Regions from separate parts of the Oryctolagus cuniculus genome. Here region 2 is linked to region 1. Evidence: chromatin contacts called from public Hi-C data. All regions are on one chromosome and are shown on one strand. The core of a region is the stretch at or near the end of the contact, and the rest is flanking DNA. Distances in the headings are between cores, read along the strand shown.

What was found. Hi-C and Micro-C count contacts between places; a contact is called where the count stands out from the background.
Region 2: a contact with region 1 is called in a Hi-C map of psoas muscle, with 4 times the contacts expected there. The contact joins two enhancer-like sites. A contact is called at or near these places in 2 of 6 Hi-C or Micro-C datasets (psoas muscle and an unstated tissue).

What each region holds. Positions count from the first base shown.
Region 1 is chr3:166,948,958-166,954,236 of mOryCun1.1, reverse strand. No RefSeq gene overlaps it. Among named protein-coding and RNA genes, the nearest start is that of MIR29B-1, 8.6 kb to the right of the region's middle. Within about 2 kb of position 2,281, at least 1 of the 8 cell types and tissues checked has an H3K27ac peak or open chromatin away from gene starts, as enhancers often do.
Region 2 is chr3:167,443,593-167,448,871 of mOryCun1.1, reverse strand. It overlaps MKLN1 (muskelin 1), which reads right to left. Exons shown (of 23, transcript XM_070071320.1): 14 at 1,104-1,216. Among named protein-coding and RNA genes, the nearest start is that of PODXL, 120 kb to the left of the region's middle. Within about 2 kb of position 2,766, at least 1 of the 8 cell types and tissues checked has an H3K27ac peak or open chromatin away from gene starts, as enhancers often do.

The sequences.
Region 1 (5,279 bases), core at 1,032-3,531:
AAAGGGAGTTTTTTTTTTAAGTGATGTTTGAAGACCCCGCATGAGCCCACGCGTGCCGAGGGCTTTGCCGAGTCCCATGGCACTGAGAGCGAGCGGAGCCGCAGAGGCTGTCGGGAATGAGCCCAGGAGGTTGGAGTTGCAGCAGTACGTTTCAAATCCAGAGGCACTCTGATGGATTCTGCTGTTCGTTCCCAGAGAAGCGAGGCGACGCCCCGATGCTTCCGAAGGGCAGTTTTGTGGGGCTGGTTTTGCGTGGGTCAGGCGTGTTGTCCAGCACCTAGAAAGGGAATTAACTGGACTTTCTCTCCCGACCGGGGAGGAAAACCCCTTGTCACGACACAGGGGAAGTGCACGCCTGGCCACCCAGTCCTTTTGCTGATCTGGATTTTCCAAAGGGGTGGGGCGGGGCCGGGGAAGAAACCAACAAAACAAAAAGCTCTCTACGTTTTCACAACTGAATGCTAACTCCGAGGAAACACTGTTGGCTCCCTCAGTTCTCACGAGGCCACAGAAAGTCTGGTGACAGTTAATCAGTCTGCTGCCCGAATGCAGATGTTGTGTGTGTGGTTTAACCGCGTTGTCACCGCCAGGCGCTTTCAAAATGAGACGTTTTCTGGGGATGCAATTCTTTTCACTTGAGCAGGTTTAAGGTTTGGATTTGCTACATCGTGCGCCCTGTTAATTCTGTGCAGCCGTTCCCTTGAGCTCTGTGTGTGTGTGTCCAGGGCCAGCCTGGCCTGCTAAGGGCTTTCCAGTGAGTCCGTTGAACGCCATGGTTTAGCTGCTACATGCACCATAAACTGTGACCGGGAATTTGAGGTTTTTCTCCTTTATTTTTCTGTTCACTTTGCCTGGGTATTGAATCCATTTCTACAGGCAGACAGATTTCTGAGTGTCCCTCAGGCAGCTTCTCCTGGAAACCAGACCCCAAGCCTGCTCCATGTGGCCCTCCTGATCGAAGCTGGGAGAGAGAGGCCAGCTGATGCTAGCGCCCGTCCCAGGGAGTGGGCGCTCAAGGGGCAGCGTTACTCTGGGCTTTGTAACCTCTGTGCGGTGAGAGAACCAGCCCGGCCTGGTCGCAGAACAGCCGGTGCCGGGGCCCATGGCAAAGGCGAGTGAGCACTGGACGCCGAGGGAAACAGCCTGCCACCCGCGTCCAGGGTGCAGATGTGGCCGCCAGGTCTCGGCCGAGCTCGCAGGGCCCGATGAGTTAACAAAGCAGGGACAGCCAGTGAGCCAGTCCCCGCCGGGCACGGGTTTGTTTATCCTGCCTTTCTGAAGTCTGCGCCAACATTCTTGATGGTTTTGAACGGTTCCGGATGTTTCTTTCCTGGCAGGGCTGCTCTCCGCACACACAAGCTCGCGACTCCAGCCCCCCAGGTGAGGGCCAGGGCAGGAGCCAGCCATGCACTGCGTGGCGTGGTGTAGAAGTGTTGGAGAGAAAGTGGAAAAGCTGCAAACGCGAACAAAGGGGGCCACACCAGCTTCCACCGGCCAGGGGTCACAGCAGGGCGCAGCGGCCAGCCACAGCCAGGCCCGTGGGCGGCGTGCCCAGGGCTCCCTCCAGCGCGCCACCATGGCCCGTCCATCCTCAGGGCGAGGCTCCCGCGTGTCCTTGGCCCCCTTCCCTGCTGGAAGAGGCAGCTTGGCCTTTGAGGAATGCTCAGGGAACCGTCTCGGTCAGAGAGGAGAAAAAACTCACTTTGACAAAAGGAAACGAATCAGTTGTTTGCCAGAGGTGGCTTGTTTGCCTAAAGCTCCTTTGTCGGCGGGTTGTGAATTTATTAGCTCCTGGGCCAGAAGCAAAAAGAATATTTCTATCTGAATGTCCAAAGAGGAGACTCAAGTAGACCTCTTTTTTTTTTTTTTTTCCTGGATGAGGAGTAGCTTGTACCACGCTAGTCCTTAGTAAAACAAACTTTGACTCCTTACCACAGGAGAATGAATTGAGCAATGTTCTAAGAACATGCTGTTCTGTCCAGGCACTGAGCGAGCGTCACTTGCAGAAGATGCTCAGGACGCTTGAAAGGGCTTCTCCCGAGTTAGAGGAGAGGCGGCAGTGGCAGGAAGGACCGGGAGAGCCGCCGAACCAGCCCGAGGGGCACGGAGACGGAGACGAGTGGCCACTCCGCCCTCCTGTCCGTCAGGTCATCAGGAAGGGATCCGAGGGGCAGAACCCCGCACGGCCGGCAGGAGGTCCCCTCTGACCGTCCAGCACCCAGAGACCGTCCACGGGTGGCGTCCCCAGAAGAGGACATGCTGGCGCTGCACACGGGCCCCAGGCGACCACGCCGCCTGCGCATGTTTGAGGACAGCGACCTGAGCCTGCAGCGTCCAAGGTTTGTGTAAGGGGAGAAAACGAGCCAGAGACCAGGGGTTTGCACCAGATCTCAGCCCAGACAGCCCTCCCGTGAAGCCTGTGTGTTCCAGGGAGCATTTACACTCGATCTTAGCCAAAAGACCGAGAAGCGATTCCAGGGAGCATTTAAACAGCTGTCATTTATCGCTTTGCTGCTTTGTTGTTTTTAACTGGCATGATTACTGCAAAATGTGGTTTCCTTCCGCCTACCCCCTAATGTAAACCAAGTTTGTCATACCATCAAGTTAAGCATCTCCAGCAAGAATCTCTTAAAAAAATTTTTTTTATTATTACTTGAAGGGCAGAGTGAAGGAGAGAGAGCTTCCATCCTCTGGTTCACTCCCAAAACAGTGGGGGCAGGGTGGGGGTGTCGGCCAGGCTGGCAGGGACTTAAGTACTTGGTCCAGCCTCTGCTGCTCCGCAGGTGCAGTGGCAGGTTGCTGGCTGGGAAGCAGAGCAGCCGGGACTGGAACCCGCGCTCTGCTGTGGGATACAGGGTGTGGGTGTCCCACGCGATGGCCGAGCCCGCTGCACACCCTGCAGCGTGGTGTTTCCCAAGAGGAGCTGTTGTTTAGTCCCAGTAGCAACAAGTGCCATTCTTTCTCTTCCTCCCAAGCCATGGAAACAATTAGGAAAGGTATCTTGTGTTTTCAACATGGTTTGGGGGGAAAATAATATTTCCCTCATCGCCCTATATTGTCTTCATTTTTTTTTCCAGTTCATTCATTTGAAAGAGTGACAGAGACAGACAGATGGAGAGATTGTCCATCCATTGGTTCATTCCCCAGAGGCCCACAATAGCCAGGGCTTGGCCAGGTTGAAGAAACTGGGAGCCAGGAATTCCATCCGGGCTCCCCGTGTAGGTGGCAGGGGCCCAACTACTTGAGTTGAAGGGGTGCCATTGCAGGAAGCTGGGTTCGGAGCGGAGGTGGGACTGGGTCCTCGTCACCCTCATACTGGGTTCCACGCACTTCAAGCAGTGGCTTAGCCTGCCCCATGCTGTCCTTCACCCACCCCTTCATTTCCAAAGTAGGAAATGGATTGTATTTTTTTTTTAAGATTTATTTTTTAATTTACTTGAAAGGCAGAGTGACAGAGAAGAAGATCTTACTTTTGAAGGCAGAATTACAGAGAGGGAGAGAGAGAGAGAGAGAGAGAGCAATCTTCCAACTAGTGGTTCACTCCCCAGATGGCCACAATGGCCAGAGCTGATCCAATCAGAAGCCAGGAGCCAGGAGCTTCTTCTTGGTCTCCCACCTGGGTGGCAGGGGCTGAAGCACTTGGGCCACCCTCCACTGCTTTTCCAGGTGCATTAGCAGGGAACTGGATCGGAAGTAGAGCTGCCGGGACTCAAACCTGTGCCCATATGGGATGCCGATGTCGCAGGCGGTGGCTTTATCTGCTGTGCCACAATACTGGCCCCGAGAAATCTATTTTAAAAAAGAGTTACTGAAGAGAGAATTAGTCCATGTCCGGGCCACCCTAGTGTCCAGATGTCCTTTTCTGCGCTTGCTCTCTGGGGCCAGGGCCTTGGCCATGGCCGTGTCCATGTCTGTCCGTGGCTGTGTGCTGCCTCCCTGGGAATTGTCCTTCTCAGTGCCAGAAAGACATGAGGCTGGTGGAGGTCGCTAGTTCAGCTAAAATCTCCCTTGGGGCTTTTGTTTTTCTTCTTGCTTCATGATGTTTTATGTACTTTAAAAAAATTGTTGTCTAGCCATGTTCCAAATGTTAAGCCGTGGGTAAAATGTTCCCAGCAGAAGATCACACACAGTAAGCTGGGAAAATGAAACGCAAAGAGTGCTGTATGCCTTCTCAGGGTTTTGTGTGGTCCCGTGGGCGTGGAAGGTCCCCGGCCCCCCTGCTGGTCCTCACTGGTTGGGGGAGGGTGGCTGAGTCAGGACAGGGGTGCTGAGCGCCGCCCCCGTCGCCTGCTCTGCTCTGTCCGCCGGGACACCTGCAGCCGCGTGCTGCGTGTGTCATTTGGTATCCATGTGTCCCCACGCCGAGTCTGCTCCCTGTCTCCAGCCCAAACTGCGTTCCAGACCTGCGCACTGTTTCATCCTGACAGCCTGAGGACGGGGATCCTGGGAAGTGGGATGAAGCTGGCCAGCTCACCCTGCACCCCCACCTCCCTTTCTCCATGCCAGGCTCTGCAGAGATGGGGATAGCAGGCCCCGGGGGAACGCCCACCCTGGCCCCCGAGGCTGGCGCCCCACCCGCGGGCACCTCCTTCCCAGTGTTGACTCCGCTATGATATTGACCATGTTTGCCGGCTCGTAGAGCTCACGAAGATGGCGCATGCCTGTTCACTCTTGGGTCTCAGCACAGTGCTTCCCTCGTGGTCAGCTGTAACAGCATCTGTCCTTCTGCTCATTAAATCCGTGTTTCTTTTCCTCTCCCACCACCCAGAGGGGGATACACACTCAGCTTTCTCTCCCCTACCCGACCCCCCCAACTCCCAGCACCTCCATCCTCCCCAGTCTCTGTCTGACTCGGCTGCATTCTGTCTTCATCCTCTGCTACATTTGGTTTCCTGTCCCCTTCCTTTTCCCACCTGCGCAGGCCACCCTGCAGCTGGCTCAGGCCCCGTCCTTGGTGGCGCCTCTGCTGACCACACCATCGGCCTGCTCTGGTGCCATCCGGTCCTAAATCCTTGCCCTTCTGTTGGTCAGTGTGACACACCCAAGCACCTTGACCCCATCCCATAGTTAGCATCACCTCCTGCTGTGTTACTGGTGGGGTACAGCCTCATGCTGGGCTCCCTGGAGGCAGGCAGTGAGCGCCTCTGGGCGGCTTGGAGAAGCCTGTATGGATCCATCGTGTGGAGACATCCCCGGGGCGCTGCCGCCTGCCTCTTAGCTGACCCCTCCTGTGTTTGTGGCTCATGGGGACTCGTGCCTCCTGTTTTACGTTCACTGGC
Region 2 (5,279 bases), core at 1,517-4,016, 490 kb before region 1:
AGAAATCAGAATTTCAAGTTATCTTTGAAAAAAAGTAGCCAAATAATTACGTGCAGGAGAACCAGATTCCTAGGATTACAGACACAGCATCAGTTCTTCTGAGGTGGACTTTCAAGAGCAAATTCATTGAGTTTTAAATCAGATCTTTTAGCTTCCTTTTCATTCATGACTTCTACTGTTTTGGTATAGCTTATTTTTCACTTTATAATCTAAATGAGCTTAGAAGGAAGATACAGTTAAAAAAAAGTTCTACAGGGGCCGGCACTGTGGCTCAGTGGGTAAAGCTGCCAGCTGCAGCGCTGGCATCCCATAGACGCCAGTTTGTGTCCCGGCTGCTCCACTTCTGATCCAGCTCTCTGCTGTGGCCTGGGAAAGCAGTAGAGGATGACCAAAGTCCTTGGGCCCCTGCACCCGGAGAAGCTCCTGGCTCCTGGCTTCGGACTGGCACAGCTCCAGTCGTTGTGGCTACCTGGGGAGTGAACCAGCGGATGGAAGACCTCTCTCTATCTCTCTCTCTCTCTGCGTCTCCATCTCTCTGTGTAACTCTTTCAAGTAAATAAATAAATCTTAAAAAAAAAAGTTCTACAAAGAATTGAAAAAAGAATACTTTATCTTAGCATATAATTATGCACATGTTTAATTCAAACCCGTAAGCCTAAACCATCTTACTCACCATGAAGTAAGCATACAAATACACAGTTTATATTAAAAATATCATTTATGAAAATTGCCAAAATAATGAGGACAGTGAGAGGTCAGAACATCAGAAGTATTTTTTTCCAAAGGAAATAAAAATAATAGAGGTGACAAGGATGCGAAAAAAGAAAGATATAGGGTTCTATTTCTGGGCTAAAGCAGCTTAAAAAGTAAATGATATAAAAATAGCCATTTCTACTTATCTCTATTAGATTTGCTTGTATTCTAGTAGTTAAAAAAAAATTAGGTACAGAAGCTGAAATCCAAGAGTACTTACACCAAACTTGCTGACCACAAGTTGTGTTGATACCGCTACAGACAGACATTAGAGAAGAATACAATCACACAAAGAGTAGTGCACACCCGTGCCCTGGTGTAACAGTGGACTAACGTGCCCACGAACTTGCCTCTTTCTCAGTGTCCCGGGAGATACATGTCCACTGGTTCTCCTTCACACTGTATGCCCAGAAGTCGGCCAGATCTTGTGTGCCATCCCAGCCACCAAACAAATACACAGTTTCTGTGGAAGTCAGAAAAATAAGTGTAAAAAATAAAATTTAGGAGAAACTAAGCAATGGCAACCAGACATTGCCAATTGTTTCCACAATCATTTGGGAAAGTACATCTAAATAAATTTTAAAATGAAGTTTTTAAACTGGTAACTTGCCAGTATTTCCTATACATGAGAAAACAGAAATGTTGCTGCAGAATCACTGTTTGGAGCAATCTACAAAACTATGGATAATGAGGAAGTGCTTCCCAAGATTCTAATTCCAAGGTCTTCAGTTTGTATTTTTTAAACATCTCAAGTGAATCTGATGTTAAGCCAGTTAAGGAATTTGTGTTAAAACATGAAAAGTTTACATTTTTAGCTTCTTAACAATCTATATTTTACTACCAGAGACCTAGGTAATCTTTTTACTCAGAATGTAATAAAGAGAAACCCCAGAGGAATACATAGCCTAAGAGGATAACATACAGACATCTAGCTGTTTTTGAAAAACTGTTACATTAAAGGTGGTTTTTTCTCTGTTGCAATACTGAAAACAATATTTAAAAGTAGCTATAGGGGCTAGAGCTGTTGTGCAGCAGGTAAAGCTGCCGCCTGCAGTGCTGGCATCCCATATGGGCGCCGGTTTGAGTCCCGACTGCTCCACTTCCGATCCAGCTCTCTGCTATGGCCTGGGAAAGCAGTAGAGATGGCCCAAGTGCTTGGGACCTGCACCCATGTGCGAGACAAGGAAGAATCTCCTGGCCCCTGGCTCCAGGCAGCTCTGGCCCTTGCAGCCAACTGGGGAGTGAACCAGCAGATGGAAGACTCTCTCTTTCTCTGTAATTCTGCCTTTTAAATAAAATAAACCTTTAAACAAAAAAATAACTGTAGGTTAAAGTTAGATATTTTCAGAATCAAGTGATGTTTAACTTTGCTATTTCCAATAAAGGTGGTGAAATTTTTCTAAATATATTGTGGTACTCCTCAAAAAGTAACCTCTATGTAATTGCAGGTATCAAGAATTTAGTTATTTTTGACTCTAAAATACCTATTACAGTTATGAATTCTCTTTATCACTGTGACAAAACTGATTTCTGTCTCTGTGAATAATGAGTATTTACACTAACATTTTACCTCATAGATCCTTCTTCACACAACTGCAGTGCCTCCCTCTCCTTCAAGCATTTTTCTCCTTTGCCAAATGTCTTAGGCCTATTGGTTACGTAAGCTCAGCTATTTTTTTTTTTTAAGTTAACAATACAGGAAAACTTACAAAGCCATCTACTCTCTAAATGGCATGATCTAGGCCTAATATGTTATGACCATCATCTAATCCCGTATCATGAAAGGCTACGATTCAAGTGCACTTGGAAGTACTGTGACGCATTTAAGGAACTTCTTGCCTTTCACAGTTGGGCTGTCTTCTCAGAGATTTTTGTCATATTTTCAGATAATCTCAAACTCTAAGTGAATTTTCTAAATGAAACACTCGTTCTCTGCCCCAACAATCTGGGGGAGTCACAACGCGCTTCTGCGCTCTGGGTAAGGGAAGCCCACTGGAATAGCACTGAGGTCTAGTGCTAACTGGCTGAGCAAACACACACCATGTAACCTCCTGGAGTCTTAGTTTTCTCACTGTTTGAGCTTCTTCAAATACAAAATACCTGAAAACATTCTCAAGGCTGTCAAACATGGCCAACATTCCCACCTTAACATGCACAAAATACACCATCTATCTGTAACAAGTATCACAGATGCAATAAAAACAGTATTGTTCTATCTGATTCCATGCCTAATTCAGTACTCAGAACATTTTTGAACCCGAACAAATGTGAAATAGCAGCAATTATTTTAAACTACTAAAAAGTTGTCACATCTCACAATTACAGAACAACGCATTATCATTAGTGAAGCAATATTCTGTTTCCCAAATGGTACAACGTTACATCCAGACATTGACAATTTTATAGAAAAAGAAATTAAAGAATTTTCATCTGGCTTAAAAATTATCTGCCAAGGCCTCACTATAAAGGCAATTAACACTTAGATTCCGACGCCTGGAGAGAGACAGTATATAACTAAAACAGCAATAGCAATTGACCTTTTGTTTTATAGTGTTTCTGGGCACCCTCTGGATAAGGTTACCCTGGTTCATTAACTTTAATAACCCTTCCTCATGGGCTCTGGGTTCTCAATGTTCTTTCTGAAAAGCAGGTCTCTTTGTACAAAAAAATTCTCACAGCAAAGAAAACCCACATTTCCACAACAGCCTCATTGATAGCTGAGCAAAATAAAATCTGGCGCAGAGCAAGCTTCTCAATGGAATTAAGCCAAGATGTCATTTCTGTCCATAAAAGCTCTGCAGTCTCAGTTGAAGTTTAATAGTAAAATTAAATGAATCAAATGGACCTACTGACGTATTCGAATTAAAATACACAGCAAAAAAAAGGGGGGCAAAAAAAAAAAAGTTTGATTAAATCATCTACTTGATTCTCTCGGAGATAAATTATTGTCTAGAAATAAATACCACCAAAAGCATTATTTGATGCATAAGGTTGAGAATTATGGAAACAGTTGGGAAGAAAGCATTAATCTCTGGGCAGGGTAACAGACTTGTTTACTGCAAGCCCTTTCGGCCCAGGTTCTGTAACAATCCAGATACATCCTCCTGGGGCAGTAGGATCCCCTCAAGCAACAACATTTTTTTTTTTTTTTTTTTTTTTTACAGAGCCTGGGTTTTACTGTCTCCATTTCTCCTGGCACTGAAGGGAATGTTTATTCAATATTTTTGAGTACTGATCTGAACTGGTAACACACTTTAAAGAGAAGAAGAAGAAATAAAACAGAGAATCAGTCCTCAAAGAGCTTACAATCTAGTCAGGAATACAAAACAGGAACACAAATTACCATCACTCAGGGTAGACTAGGGATCAAAACGAGGGGAGAAGCAGCAGAGGGAAGGCAGTACACCTGCCGAGGGCTCGGGAAAGGTTAGTGGTGACAGTGCTATTTGATCCACGCATCAGAAAGCAGCTTTGTGTTCTGGTAGGCAGAATAGCGGACAGAAAAGAAGCCCTTTCAAGCAGAATAGAAAGAATAACAGAAGTACAGAGACACAAAAACACACCAGAGGTGTTTTAAAGGTCAGGTTCATTTCACTACAATCCTGGTTCTATCATACAGCTATAGCAGCGTGTTAAATTCCTTAACCAGAGGTTTCCTAATCTCTAAAATGGGATACAGCACTTAACGCATAAAGTGACTATGAGAATTAAGTAATGGATGTAAAGCAGTTAAACTGTGTGATAAATAAATTCACTGTCTGACATAAAACAAAATAGGTAGTAGCTGAAGATTTTTAAAGATTTTTTTATTTATTTGGAAGTCAGAGTTACAGAGACAGAAGAAGAGAGAGAGAGAGGGAGAGAGAGAGAGAGAGAGAGAGAGAGAGAATGAGAATGAATCTTCCACCTACTGGTTCACTCCCCAAATGGCCAAAATAGGCAGGGTGAGGCCAGGCTAAAACCAGGAGCTTCTTCCCAGTCTCCCATGTGGTTGAGGGGTGCAAGGACTTGGGCCATCTTCTACTGCTTTCCCAGGCCTTAGCAGAGAGCTGGATCAGAAGAGGAGCAGCCAGGACTGGAACAGGCAACCATATGGGATGCCAGCACTTCAGGCCAGGGCTTTAACCCCCTGCACTACAGCGCCGGCCCCACCATTAAATTTTAAGATCAGGGCTTTGAACTTGACTCCACAAAGAAGAATTTAAGCACAGGTACAACAAGGTAAGATAGGAACTGTTAACAAACAGAGCTCACTAATAAGGAAGCGTTAATGAATGAGGGGGATTACAGATAAAGTAGCTGATAACAGCTTGTGTTCAAAATGTCAGACAACTTCCTCTAAGACACTAAATCAATCAGTCATTACTCATGAGAGAAAGACAACCACAAAAATAAAAGTCAGCTATATTCTTTGGTACTGAGTATGCACCAACTTGGTACCAGTACCAAATAAACTCTAGAACTCTTACTAACAGTAGCACCAATTTGCACATCTTACACACACAGAAAAAAAGGTAGAAATGTTA